Linked DNA regions of Gossypium hirsutum: all the other regions are linked to region 1. A link is a contact called in public Hi-C data. All regions are on one chromosome and are shown on one strand. Each heading gives the region's core, a stretch centred on a gene start, on an enhancer-like site or on the middle of the called end of the contact. The rest is flanking DNA. Distances are from core to core; before and after follow the strand shown. Region 1 holds the start of LOC107896785. Region 2 holds the start of LOC107896790 (F-box/kelch-repeat protein At3g06240). Region 3 holds the start of LOC107896778.

Region 1 (5,114 bases), core at 1,898-4,397:
TTTAACTAAAGTTTTTTTTCTTTCTTTCTTGAGAATCCAAATAACCAAGTCACAAACAATGTTCTTGAAATTAAACAATCAACTTCGTTTAATTATATATGATATTACATTATTTTCATATATATATATATATATATGGCTTTTCTACTGCTAGTAAGTAATTGAAATGAGTGAAAATTGATTTCTTCCTTATACATTTGGACGGAGTTCAAATTTTGAAAAAGTTTTACTTAAATATTACATTTGATCTATACATAATTATATTTGTACGTTAAAATATTTATGCTACATAAAAAACAAGATTTAAATGTTTTTAGCTTTTAAAAAAGCCAATTTTAACGTGAATGTATACAATTCACTTTAAATTCCAAACATGGAGTCTATTTGTCTTTTGCAATCTTTTTATTGTATGTATAATTATTTTCTTTTTTAAATTTATATCAAATATATAATTATTTGGAAAGATTATGTTTATGTAATTTTAATATTTAAAATATGATTTATTTATCCAAATTAAAAGTTACAAATAATTTATATTAATTTTTAAAATATTATATTATAAATTCAAATATTATTTAAATAATTTTTTTTTACTTTCAATAGGATATTTAAAATAGATATTTTACTTGATTTTTTTTTTGCGATAATAATAAACACTTGGAAATTTAAAAAATTGAAAAAACTAATGGTTAAAAGCAAGATCCAAATTTGAATTGGCATCCCAGCATTTAAAAAAGTACACAATCGAAAGTACAGACAAATGAAAATTAAATAAAAGAAAACTAGAGATAAAATATGGGTAATATTAAAAAGAAAGAAAGAAGGTTAAAAATCATCATCTTCATTAGCTTTTACCATTCTACTAAGAGGACTAGGGCCAAGCATCTTCCTTCTCATCAAACTTCTCTTCCTTATAACCTCCATTTGATTCCTCCTCCTAACTTGCATCATTGCTTCTTCTTCCACAACAAATCTCCTCATCAATACATCGTCCGTCAATGATTTACCACGGAAAACTCTTCTTCCTTCCGTGCTAAGTCTCGCTCTTGGTATTACCCTTTCTTGCGCCAGGGGAAAGGCCTTTGACCTAGGGTAAGTGTTGCTTCTTCTAGGGGGAACATCGGCACGAAATACCTCGTTGTAGGAAGAGATTGGTGCACATAGACAAACTCGAGTAAACGTAGTGGCAACCCTTAGGGAAGTACATTTCCGTAGCTTCTCCGATCTATTGGGATGAGTTGAAGGGATTTCGGTGGACTTGGGAATCGCTTTCCAAAATGTTGCATTCGCCATGGGGATTTCAGTTGGTCTTGAAATGGTTTTCCACAATGTTGTAGCATTTGTAGTAGGGATTCCGGCCGTCTTCGAAACAGTTTTCCATACGGTGGCCCTCTCCATTGCTCTTTGATACCAAGGCTTCCTATGGAAAATCAAGCAAAACTATAGCATCAAATCTTGAGCAAGACTTTTTTTGGAAAAACTGTTGAGGATGAAGACCAAAACGCCAAAATCGTAAAAAAGCCAATATCAAAACCACAATCAACTTTATAATTACTACTACGTATATCAAAGGAAAAGTTAAATTCATGCTTCTTTTTGGATACTTTCATATTCACTATACATATATATAGACATATATATATATTAAAATAATGTTGCTTCAATTTTTTTTTCCTTTTTGAAGTAACCATGCTCCGTAGATATTCAGATATCAGTATGGAATATGACCTCGAAGACCCTGTTAATGTCAGTCAAACTTAAAAAAAGTTTTTGAATATATATATTTATTCTTAGCTCGATTGGCATGGGTATTGTTGTTTATGCAAGAGGACATAAGTTTAAATATACTGAAGCGCATTATTTTCTTATTATTTATGAGTTGGGAAAGAGTTATGAATAATTCTAGATATTATGTCAAATAAAATAGATATGATCAGATCCTATAAAGATAAAATCTCGACAGTTTCTTAATTAGTGTTAAGAGAGATTATAGGTGTTAGATCAAAATTAGGACAATATCAATATACATTAGAATTGTTACTTGAACAAGACACCCTCTAGGACAATATATCTTCTTATATTTTCAGATTGCAACTTTTATTTTTTTTATTTTTTTATTTTTTGTAAAAAATAAATTGTAAATGATCTTAGCAACGATTTTTGGACGATCAAATGCATACTTTCTGATCAGGGTTTATGTATTTTCTTTTTGGTATTAAGGGTCTATGCTGTTCTTTAGTTACAAATTTACTATCTATATCTACACTTACTGTATAAATATCTCCTGAGTTGACGTCACCAATTAAATAAGTGAAAAAAATTAATATACCTTTTTTTTTTTTAATGATAATTAATATCATACCTAGTGTCGCATGATTTAGTATAAATATTACATAATGGATTTCAGGTAGGCAAGATTGGATTGGAATTTCTTACACAAGCCATAAGGCTCAAACCATTGACTTAACTTAGCTTATTGGATCAAATCAAGTAAAGATATAGGCCCACTAAGCAAAGCACTTAGTGGACAAATGTGCAAAAGAAAACTGCTGAGTCTGCAGATTTTGAACATTTCTTACTCAAATCAAAACTGCATGAAAATCAGGGGCATTTTAACTAACACCCTTGTATGCAAACTTGCCGAGCTGATCTCAACAAGTTTTCAAAATCAATTCAATTTGGGTAGAATTGGCAACACCATTCCTATCTATTCTATGAGCAACATTGTTCACAGCAAAAACAGACAATCGATACTAAAACAGGTGATAATTCATGAGAAATGTTTGAATTGATCCGAGCAATGTAGCAGCATTCGGATTACATGCAGAAAAGGAAAAAAGAAAGAGAGAAAAAGGTTTACCTTGTGTGAGAGTTCTTAGGATCTTGCATGAACAAAGCAAGGTGAAGAGCGATGAATGAAAGAGGTGAGCAAAGATGAGAAAACAGGGAATTTTCATCTGTGTGTTGAAAGAGAAAGAGGTGAAAAATACAAAAAAATAAAATAAAGGCTTTTTGGCCTTCAAGTTGAAGGGATGAGTCTGAAAGGCATGGGAGAGTTGGTAATGTGATGTGCCCTTCTTTTCTTTTCTTTATTACGAACACTCTTTGCTTTTCATTTGGCAGCCATGATTTCAACTGATTTCTTTCTCTTTTTCTTAAGAGAGAGAATCTCAATTTTTAAAGGCAAAGTTTCATTGTGACTACTTTTTAATGCAATTACTCTATTACCCCTTCATGCCACTTTACAACCTTGTAAAATTTGTGCTCCCTCTATTTTTAATATTTTTCGTCAAAATTTGTCAAATTAACATTATGACAATAGATGTATTGACAAAAAATAAACATATTAAATTAATAAATTTGACAGAAATTAATAATATATATAATGATTGAATTAAAAATTTTAAATTAGAACAGTAGGAGGATTGAATTTTTTAACCTTTAAAGTATAAGGACTAAATCTGAAATCCTGCATAAGTACAAGGACTAATATGACATTTTGACCCACGTCATATCAAGTTAAAGTTTGGATTGTGATCGAATTTTAAGACGAACATTGTATATTTACGTATAAAGGAGCTCTTAATTTTAATTTCTTTATGATTACAAGTGTTCTAATTTATAATATTGAAATATTATTCTTTTGATCCTTTACATTTGAAAACATTTTACGATCTAAAGTCAGTAAATGGTATACTTTAATCATTTTTAACCTTTTAACAAAATGGAATACTTATATTTTTGATCCCTCTCAAAAATTAATAATTTAATTTAAACTATTTTCATATAACTTTTTTTTTAGTTTTGATCGGATCACAGATAAAACAATTTCATATTAATCCAAAAGTGGGTTGTAAAGTAAATCATAATTATAAAGGAAGGGAGCATTCAGTATAATCATGTATAATTATAGCAAGTGAGAGATTGTTTTAGTTGAAGACATGCATGCATGGCCTTTGTTACCAGAAAACATAAATCAACTCTTTTTGGTTAGGTTTCATATTTCAACCTAACTATGAATTTTAGCAAATTGAGATCAACTATTTTCCAAGTTGAAGACCAATAATTTTGTTGTTTCCTTTCCATATTTCTTTTACATAAACAATGATTAAATATCCCAATTTTATTATTTTAAGTTCTAATTAACCGACCTACTATTAATATTATAAAAATAAAAAAATCAAATTTGAATATAATAAAAAATAATTAAAATGGATATTTATAGACAAAATAATAGACTTTTTTTATTATTTATTTATCATGTTCACTCTATGATTTATTTTTGAGATTCATAAGTACTATTTTCAACTACATTATCCCTCAAATTTAAACATGTATTTTTCCTTACTACTGCTTTTATAGTGTTGGTATGGATTTGACTTTGATTAGCCTTTTCATAGCAGTCTTTAATGGAGTATATATTGTAATATTGTAAAAGTATGAGCCTTAAAATTGAGATAAATTTTTATATGCCTAAAATCCACCAAAATGGTGGGCTTTGTTCTTTTATGGTAAGTAGTATATAGGTATTATATTATTAATTGTACTTTGTGAATAAGATATAGATTAATGTTAGAATGGACGGCCATGGCATCATGATTCAAATGTGGGTGGTGTTATATCAGAAACTCCAAAAGCTGCTGCAAAAGGGAGACATTATGATTGGGGATGTCTGGATTAATTACACATTCTCTTTCTACATCTTTCTTTATCAAACTCCATTAATTTATCTATCATTTTCTCATGCAAAATTGATCTATTATGTTCCAAAGAAGAATAATGTAATAGATTCATGTTGAAGTCAAAATTTGATGTGGAGGTGGCCATAAAATTATAAAATTTTAATATTAAAGTTTTGATTAAATCAAGGCACAAAGGAGAGCTTTACATGATGGAGTGGAGTGGAGTAGTTACTGGTTTCAATTATATATATTTCCATTATCACATTGAGTTGATACCCATAAAAGAGAAATGGAAAGCATTTTTCATTTATGTGTAGAGGGGGATATGATATGATATGATCTTTCCATAAGACTGACAAAATTTCTTTTTTACAGGGTCAAAAGATACAACTCTCACTCATCTTTTGCTTTTCTTTTTTCTACAATATTTGT
Region 2 (5,114 bases), core at 684-3,183, 170 kb after region 1:
ACAATAATTTAGAAAATAAAAATTTTACAATATTTTTAAGTAGTATAAAAAAGACTTTTAAAACATAATAATGAATTACATACTTGAATATACCATTATTAAATAAAAATTAGTAAATACTCTTAGATAGTAGAAGTAAGAGTTGAATACTTAGTCAAAAAATCTAAAATTTAAAATTATAAAATGAAATTTATTTCAAATCAATAACCCAAAAATATTAACAATAGAAATATTAAACATGTACTTTACAATTTTAATTATTTCAAAATAAATTTATAATTGAACACAATAAGTAGAGAAGAAAGTGAGTTATTGAATTGATGGTTAATCTAATTGAGATTGAAGAGAGGGAGTTTAGTTTTGCTATCATTTATGTGGTGTCACTTTAACATAAAAATAGTTTTTTTGGAATGTTCAAGAAATATTCATATTCACATTCATTTTATCCAAGTTATAGTCTGGTGACTCTATCTACTTCCAATGGTTGCTTTCAATAATCAGTTTTGTTAAGAGATTATCATGAGTTGTGGAGTATGGTGATTGGAAGGGATTTTTATGAGATGATGACCTGAGTTTTCATGAATTATGGATTGTTTCATATTGGAGGTTGATATGTTTGTATCAGATTTTTACCTTTTTGTCATGCTTCTATTTTCTGTTTATCAATGCTATCAAGTTTAGTGTTCTTTTTGTATTTTCAACTATTTCTTGACCAATTTTGATTTACTTATTTGCTCTTCAAGGATTACTATGTAATGTATGCTATCCCTATTCTTGATTTTTTTTTTGTTTAGTAAAAAATAAAAGACTGGGGTTATATTCCTAATATCTTAGATATTTTTAATTGGTTAATATATGATGTTAGTCTCTGAATTTTGTCAAATTTTGAGATTTAATCTATGTACTTAAAAAATAAAAAATTAGGTCTTCGTATTTTTTTATTTAAAAAGTCAGAGTCCAATCATTAAAATCTTAAATATTTTCTGTCAAAATTTATCAACTTAGAATTTTGATTAGGTTGTCCTTATATGACATAACATATGATTGATTTTAAATAAACATGTTAAATTAATGAATTTTGACAAAAACTACAATAACGGTAATGATTAAATTAGAATTTTTAAATTAAAAAAATATCAAGATTGAATTTTTAACTTTTAAAGTAGACACGCCAAATCTCAAATTATATATAAGTACAGGACTAACAAAATACTTTAACCTTTTCAATTTACGGATATGGCCATTATTGTGCTAATCCTACCCAGGACAAGCTCTTGGGTTTTGAGAATTACCAGAGGGCTCGGCCAGGCCCATCATTGTAGTCCAACAACATTGACCGTAGTTCAACTTTAAGTTAAATTTAGTTATTAGTCGCTGTACTTTATAAAAGTTATGGATTTAGTCTATATACTTTAATTTAGTTATTTTTAACCCTTTTACTTTTTAAATTTCAAACCTCATCAAATGATAATTGTTAAATTCATTAAGTTATGCTATTTTCAAAATATGATGCGACAAACATATTATCATATGTTTAATGTCATATCAGCTAATTATTTTCGCATATTATTCATTAAAAATATAATTAATGGATTAAAAATTGTATTTTGCATAAAGATTGAAATTTCAAAATTCAAAAAGTATAAGGACTTAGAATGATTAAATTTGAGAATATGAACTAAATTTACAACTCTAAATGAGTAGTAATTGAATTTAACCAAGTAAATTTAATTGCTACTTTTTGAAAAGGAGTAGATTTGATCAATTTAAAACTACAAAAATTAAAATTGATCAAATTAAATTTTAATGACTGAATCCATAACTTTCATAAATTACAGGGACTGTAATAGCATAATTTAACCTTCACTTTCTTTCACATCTTCAACATTGTTTTGTAATTGTTATATACCAAATAAGAAAACGTGTAATGTTACTTGTTATAGTTTTGCCTTCTTTTTTCTATCTTAGTTCACATTGTTTTCCCCCAAAAGAAATCATTCATCAAAAGACAGAGGAAATAGATAAGACAGAGAGGGAAGATGCCCGAAACAAGAGTTGAGGTACCAGAAATGGTGATGTTGGAGATTCTGTCAAAGCTTCCAGTTAAATCCTTGACACGTTTCAGGTGCGTTTGTAAGCCTTGGTGTTCATCTTTTCAAACCCCTCACTTCATTACCAAACATCAGCAAAACAACCTCCACAACAACAACCTTAATCTCCTCCTCAAACGTTGTCAGGGTAACACCCATGATGACATCTACTATTTATCTCAACTTTCAACTGAGAAAAGCCAAAACTTTTCGGTACAACACAACATTCACTTACCCTTTTTCGAGGATTGTTGGTATGCCCCAGTGGTTTCAGGTCCTTGTAATGGATTATTGTGTTTACATGATGCTGATAAGGTTGCCCTTTGGAACCCATCAACTAGAGAGTTTAAAACTCTCCCTCAATCCACAGTCCAACGCCCTCCTTTAGTAGATTCCACTAGTTTTGGTTGCGTTGGTATTGGGTTTGATTCTCAAAGTGGTGACTACAAAGTGGTAAGATTTGTTACTAATTATTTTGAAGAGAATGAAGATGAAGGGTTAATGGGTGATTGGAACCACCAAGTTGAGTTATATTCACTTAAAAGCGATTCATGGAAGGAGATTTCAGTTCCCGGGGTTCAACCTTATGGATCTCCTTTGTTTAATAATTACGTAAATGGGTTTTATTATTGGCAGGCAATTGGGGACTCTGATTACCTTATTCTCTCATTTGATATGGTCAATGAAAAGTTTTCTACTTTACCATTGCCTGAATTTGGTGGGTCTTTAGCTAAATACTATTTGGAACTTTTGGACTTCAATGGACTGCTTGGTGCTATTGTTTACCCAAGGGAAGGGACTGACAAATCTTTTGATTTGTGGGTTATGAATGGATCATGGACTAAACAATTCAGAATTGACTCTCTTCCTGGAGTTGAGAGGCCTTTGGGGTTTTGGAAAAATGGTGAATTGTTTCTCGAGAGCTCGGATCATGAACTCGTGTTGTTTGACCCCTCCACGCGAGAGCTTAAAAGTCTTGATATCCATGCTTATCAGGAAACGATGCAGATTATTGCTTATGTTGAGAGCTTGGTTCCAATCAATGGAAGATCAGAGCGCGAGGAACTTATAATACGTCGGCCGGCTGGAGACGCATCGAATTGATATTGAATATGAAAATGGATGGGGACTACAACAAAAGAGGTAAGATTTCATGGGATTTGCTCTCTTGATATGCAGTTTATGTCGACTATATTGTCTTTCTCCAAAACTGCTGTTATTGTTCGTTCTATACGTAAGCCAAAGATGTTAGCCTCTGCCTTGTCTGTATTTTTTTTGGTTGGTTCAGTGAATTTGCTAGATTTCTGCCTAGAGAATCAATTAGTTGTTAACTCTTCTCTGCAGATCTAATAACCTGCAGATACGATCTGCAGGTGCATATACATGCTGGATATGGTGTGCTTTTCGTACACGAATTGTTGTTTAGAGAGCTAGATGTCTCGAATCGATGAATGTAATTTGATGTTGAACAATAGGAACTATTATGATGATGATCATGACTTATTGTCAGTACTTTTAGATCCAAATGAAACAGTGTAATTAGCTCAAATAATTTTGTTTTTCTAGGAATCCACTGAATACAGATTGCTTGTCTGTGTTTTTTCTTCCACTTTTATTACAATTTCCATTCCCAATTGCTTGCCAATGCAACTTGGGGCAGCTTCTACTATCATGAATCATTATCAGCTAGTTTCTCATTTTTGCAGTGGTGTTGATGTATGCTTTTTGGACTAGAGTGTGTGTTGGGTACAGGTATGATCAATGGTTTTTAATGTATTTGGAGGATCATATTCTCATGCCCATATCTGGAAATCTAACACGAATGCTAGATATGGGTGCTTAAAGAAAACTGAGATGTTGGAGCAAAATTGGTAGTGATATGATAGTCCTCATGGCACCACTGTTAACTTATTACCTAGATTGGTGATCGTCCGTATCTAAAATGGTGCCTAACACTAGTTACGGATGCTTCAAGAAAAATGAAAAGTACAGAAGGAATCTTATGAGCTAGGTTGCTCTACTGTTCATTTATTTCGCGTAGTCCATATTTTTATTCAACATAAATTCGAACATGAATACACGACAATGACCCTTCAAGGATGAAACTTCCAAATATTTGAAAAACTTCAAAATTAAATCTATCTGTATCGAAGTACTTAAATTACTCAAATATGAAAGCATATGATATAACGGGGAAGAGATTGGATAAAGCAGATAATTAAGGTGAGGGCTTAAATTTCAGGTTTTCTATATATTCAGGGAAGCCGGGGTTCTTCATGATTCTTGCATGTCAGTGATTCAAGGATTATGTGTTTATTTTATTATAATTATCATGATCCAATGTTGATATATTAACCAATTAAACCTGCCAATGGGTTGGGTTACTTAGTCCAGCATAGCTCGAAGGCTAACTTGAAAAGTGAGAGAGTTTAGATAAAACTAGAGACCCGAAAAATAGGCTTGGGTAAAAATAAGACGTTTTTGGCTTGGGCCTGGCCCGAATTTACAAAAAAACAAAAAAAATTTTGCTATTTTTTGTTGTTTGATAGGCTTGGGTAAAAATAAAACATTTTTGGCCTGGGCCTAGCCCGGATTTACAAAATGACCAAATTTTTTACTATTTTTTGTTGTTTTAATGCTATTTTTTTATTGTTTTCTTTCTATTTTGCTACCATTTTACTATTATGTTACTATTATTTTATTATTATTATTTGGATATTGTATAACACTTGTTTTATTGTTAATTTTGTTATTATTTTAGAGGCATTTACTTGTTAAGTTGCATTTATCTTAGTGTTATGTAAGTATACATGTTTTTTTTAAATTTATTTTAATTTGTTGAGAAATATTTATTTTAATATTTTTAATATTTTTGATGTATTATATATATTTAAAAAGTATATAAAAAATAATATAAAAAATTTAATACAGGCAGGCCGAGCTAGGTTTGAGTTTTAATATTTTTTTTGAGCCGAGCGCGAACCTAGTAAATAGGCTTAAATTTTTTATTGGGCTCGACCCAAC
Region 3 (5,114 bases), core at 1,796-4,295, 140 kb before region 1:
TTTTGACAAAATTTACTACGAAACTACATGAATTAGAGCTCAAAAGGTACTGAAAAAGTCTATATATTTTTGTGTTTCCACATATCCATATTCCTTAAAGAAACCCCAAGCTTCAATCCAATAAGATAAAGGAAGAAATCATTCTATTGATTTCTTTATCCCTAATCACACTGGTTTCAAAGATACCAACAACATCTAGATTAGACCTAATCATGGGCTAGGCTACCGTCCAAGCTTGAAGGCTCACCCAAAAAGAGGAAGGGTTTAAGCAAAAATATAGGCTCGAAAAATGGGCTTGAACAAAAAGTAAGAAAACGGATCGAGCATTGGGTAAGATTTTTTTTGGCCCAAGCCCGACTTAGCTCGAATATGCCTAAATTTTTTTTCCTGCTGCTGTTTTGTTGTCATTTTGCTATTATATTGCTACTATTTTATTGTTATTGTTTAAATATTGTATAGCTCTTATTTTATTGTTAGTTTTAATACTATTTTAGAGTCGTTTGCTTGCTAAGTTGTAACTATCTTAGTGTTATTTAAATATAAAAACTTTTTTAATGTATTTTTAATTTGTTGGGAAACATTTATGTTAATATTTTTTAGTGCATTTGAAGTATTATATTTTTTAGATTTGTTTTTATATAAAAAAATTAATATGGGTAGGTCAAGTCGAGCTCGGGTTTAGCATTTTTTTGTCTAGGGCGGGCTTGGGTAAAATTTTAGGCACATTTTTCAAGTCGAATCGAATCTAAAAAAGGGGCTAAATTTTGGCATTAGCCCAACCTATGATCAGGTCTAATCTAGATCATGCTGTTTACAATATTCTTTTATGTAGTGTTTGGAACTAGTATTTCAGAATTTGTATTTGAATTTCAAAAACAATGTAAATTGAGTAGTGAATTATTTAGGAACATAATATTCATGATCATTTCTCAAAATTTAAAGATTTGTTAGAAGTCTATTTAGTAATGAATTTAAAATCTTTAACAATATTTTTCAATTTGACAAGTATATATATATCAACTAATTCATTCACTTCGTTCTTACCATTTACATAATAATTGAAATCATTTAAATTTCTAAACTACGAAATTCAGGATTGCCACAGCCTTGAAAATTGCACATCAATGTTGTTAAATAAAAAACCCTAAACCCTAATATGAAAAGAAAAGAGATGGAAATAGACACATGGCAACCCTTCCACCTCTTTTGCTAACACCATCTTAGCACTCATGGTAACCATGGCCTCCTTAGGATTTGTAAGGTTGGTCACCACTGTTTCCATTGTCTCTAAAGTAGGTACAAGTGCATTGGCGCCTGATGGCTTCATTTTCCATGGTATGGTAAGCTTATCTAGTGAAGGCAAAGTAGAAATTCCCCCAATTTCCTTCTGCATATATTCCATAACATCATCAGGTCAACTAGTGTTTTCGTCAACCCCAACTGCAAAGTGCTTTGATTGGTCCAGGGTGGTTGTAGCTGTACATTTTATTTTGAATACCACAGTGAGCATTTCAAAATACAATCTAACGTGGATATACAGTATAATTTCTATTTTTTAATACTTTAAATTTAATAATAATGTCAATTTAATAATGTAATTAACACTAAAGATTTTAGTCTGTTTAAAAGGTTCAATAAACTCATGCTTCTTCTTTTTTTCTATTTTAAACTAAAATTATAAATTTGTTAATGATATTACTTAATGGGCCAATATTAAGGCCCACGTTGTTTTGCTTGCCCAACCATAACCATCCCAACCTATTCCTTGGTTTCGTTTACCTTTCAAATCTGCCCAACCATAGTTTTTTTCTATTTAGTCGTGTCAGTCACGTTGGGCTTTACCCTTTATTGTAATTTACCAAAATGAGTTTTTTTTTTTACTTTTTATTTGTAAATGATATTAATTAATGGGCCAATATTAAGGCCCACGTTGTTTTGCTTGCCCAACCATAACCATCCCAACCAAATCCACGCACCACCTATTCCTTTACCTTTCAAATCTGCAGCATTTCCTTTCTGTTTTCTCCTCTGTATTCAGGTTAAGATAATAAAAAAAACCCATCGGTGCTTTGGGATTTTCGGGTAAGCTTCCGCTCTATCGCTGTTTTTTTTTTTAGTTCTTTATTATGTGTTACTTTAAAAAGGAAAGAAATTGCTTGGTCAAGTTGAAAAGTGTGAGAGAAAGATTGCTGTTTAGCAGAACTTGGAGGAACCACTTATCTGTTTTAAGACTTTGGGTTGATTTTATATGAATTTAATTTGTTTTCAGTGGTATGAGAAATGGGTTCTTCTTGGATAGTTGATTGCTGGTTACTATTGTTATGATTTGTTACAAATATTCGTTTGATTTAATGATTGTTTAAAGGATGAAGTATGAACAATGCCTGTTTTTGTTGCTATGAACTTTTTGCTTGAAATCAGTATTATTTGTGTTTGAATTTTGATGCCTTATTTGCATTTTCTGTTTAATAATCTAAACATCACTTGTTGTTACCAAACTGCTTAGCCTTTTGTTTCCAGAACCAAAAAGCACCAAGTTATCTGTTGATATCAAAGCAAGTTGTATTGTTTTGAATAATAAAAAATTGAAACTATATATATCTTTTAGAAAATGAATTGCATGATTTTACTTCATAAGGAACAATGGAATTACTGTTGCATTTTAATTGGTTATATATTTTTTATTTGGAGAAGGGGATTAAAATCTTGTTCTTTCTGTAGGGATCATGCTGTGACTCAGCAATGAAATTTCAAAAATAAATCAACATGATGTGCTAGATAATTTGTTTTTTCTTCCTGTTTGTTAATTTATAATCATGTATCACGCAATAGAAGATTCCTCAAATTACTGTAATATAATATTGGGATTTTTTTGGATATTTCCTTCTTCTTTTTTCACGTTTTGTTGCTTTCCATCGCCTTGCCGAAGAACCATATAGGCTAATAGAGTTAATTTCTAAGGGAGCATGTTTTTGTACTCCTTTTTTCCCCATTTCCAAGTGGAGTTTTGGAAGATAGTAGACTAATAGCTTGGTGAATTTCAGCTTGGACGGTATTAACACATTGGACCAATTTTCTGCTTTGAGATGGCTGGACTATTTGCTTATGGCAGCCTTGCACCAAAGACTAAGAATATGGTAGTCGCGGGGGGTTTGACAGCATTTGTATTTGGTGTATATTTCTATACTATGAGAGCTGTTGGAGGTACAGATGAGCTTCAGGTGGCTATAGATAAGTTCGAGGAGCTGAAAAAGCAAGAGGGGAAGTGAAGCATGGGATCAAAGCCTTGATCTCATTAGCCTTTTTTGTGACAATGCAGTCAAGAACTAGGTAAAGGTCATTTATATGACAGACAAAATAATGTGTTTAAAATCTGTGTTTTGAAAACTATTTGTCTTTGTTTGTTATACATTATATTGTAGTTGATAATAATAAAAACTTATTACTAGTTTTCCCTTGGCTGTATTCTTTAAGTTTTTATCATGTTACGACCTTTTGTGATGACAGCACTGGTTATTGTTGGAGAAGCTCAAACCCTAATTTTTTTGTGTGTTTCTGATGTTGTTGCCCCTATAGCAACCAGCCAATGACCTTTCTCTGGACGGGTCCAAAGGCAAGCGCGGGCACTTGTATAGTTTAAAAACTTCATCCCATTGGTTATTTTTCATTTATATTTTGTATCTTGGAAGGTTTGGTTAACCTGTAGTAATACTTTTTACTGCTTAGAACTGTAGGCAGCCATTCTGATGTGGAGATTTGTCACTTTACTTTTCCATTTGCTTGAACATTCCAGGAAACCATAATTGTTCCTTGACATGTCCTGATGGTTCCTCCAGTTGAAAACAGTAATGCATTAACTTTATCATAATTAAATTCGATTCGGTAGTTTGATCCTAGTAAAGCAATTCTAATGATTTCTAATAACCCGAAATAAAAACGACCCAAATATTTGTTTAATCAAAATTAATCTGGTCGAAAATAAGTTGACCTGTCGTCTAGTCAACCTTTAATGGTGATTGGTTTTAAGACTTGATGGCCAAAAGCAATCCCTAAAAAATAATGGAAAACAGCATCAGTCCACAAGAGAAGATGATCATCAGCATGTGAAAACCTTCATTTCTTACATCAGTTGTTGACACCTTCGTAGACTTGTCTATCAGCGGCCTCATTTTGCCCAAGCATCACCATCGACAAATTCCTCAAAAACCCCTTCAAACTCATTACCCTTCCCCCAGTTGTGTCGTTGCTAAGGGAGCCCTCCATGGCGATCTCGAGAAGATCATGCAAGCCTTCCGTCTTGGTGGCCTAATTGATGGGTCCAATTATTGGTTTGGTGTGTCTACCACCGTTGTTCAAATAGGTGGTGTGCTCAAGATCCTTTATTTCTAAAAGATGTTGAAGCATGAAGCTGTTAAAAATGGTGGGCAAACTGATAACTTTGAATGGCAATCATGAGATAATGAATGTTGAAGATGATTTTAGGTAGGTAACTATAAAGAGTTTGGAGGAAGTCATTGTTTGGGCTTATTGGTATGGTGTTGGGAACAGATGAAGAGTTTGTGTCGTGGGTTGGAAATGCCTTTCCAGGGGATTCCTTCATCGATATTTCATGGCATGCTTGAAAAGTTTTGTCATAGTTTCAGAGCTAGAACTGCTACACTGAGACCTAATGGTCCAATTTCACGTAGATTATTGGCTGATAATGCGACTTTTTAATGGTAGGAGATTTTGTGTTGGTCCATGGAGGGGTTTTAAGAAACATGTGGATTATGGGTTGGAGAGGCAGATGTTGACAGGAAACGAGGGCTTGGACTGTTGATACCAGAACATAGTCCAGTACAAGTCGAAGGGAAAGCTTGGAAGTTTCGAGTATCTGAGCTACCAAAAGCTGCTGCCTCGTTAAGTACTGCATCGATATTCGTTTTCCGGAAACATAATGAGTTATGAATTTCTTGAATTTCAGTCTTGGTTTTATAGGATACGTGTGTAGCGACTTGATCGATACAAACACTTGCTTAGCAATTTTAGGTATTGATCAATTTGTTTGACTTTGTCGTCGTCGTATTTATGTAAGGTTAGTATCGTTTTGTTGCCTGGATACTGTAATGGCAGCG

What was found. A called contact is a pair of places that touch in the nucleus more often than the background predicts.
Region 2: a Hi-C map of hypocotyl shows a contact between it and region 1, with 4 times the contacts expected there. The contact joins the promoter of LOC107896790 here to the promoter of LOC107896785 in region 1. A contact is called at or near these places in 6 of 34 Hi-C or Micro-C datasets (anther, callus, hypocotyl and 2 more).
Region 3: a contact with region 1 is called in a Hi-C map of leaf, with 4 times the contacts expected there. The contact joins the promoter of LOC107896778 here to the promoter of LOC107896785 in region 1. A contact is called at or near these places in 15 of 34 Hi-C or Micro-C datasets (anther, callus, hypocotyl and 3 more).

Annotation. Positions count from the first base shown.
Region 1 is chrA10:81,720,590-81,725,703 of Gossypium_hirsutum_v2.1, reverse strand. It overlaps LOC107896785, which reads right to left and starts at 3,147. Exons shown (of 2, transcript XM_016822055.2): 1 at 2,861-3,147; 2 at 687-1,420. The coding sequence starts at 2,889. The coding sequence ends at 826.
Region 2 is chrA10:81,549,541-81,554,654 of Gossypium_hirsutum_v2.1, reverse strand. It overlaps LOC107896790 (F-box/kelch-repeat protein At3g06240), which reads left to right and starts at 1,933. Exons shown (of 2, transcript XM_041078879.1): 1 at 1,933-3,233; 2 at 3,797-4,184. The coding sequence starts at 2,040. The coding sequence ends at 3,194.
Region 3 is chrA10:81,858,579-81,863,692 of Gossypium_hirsutum_v2.1, reverse strand. It overlaps LOC107896778, which reads left to right and starts at 3,045. Exons shown (of 1, transcript XM_016822051.2): 1 at 3,045-3,455. The coding sequence starts at 3,087. The coding sequence ends at 3,269. It also overlaps the pseudogene LOC121208034.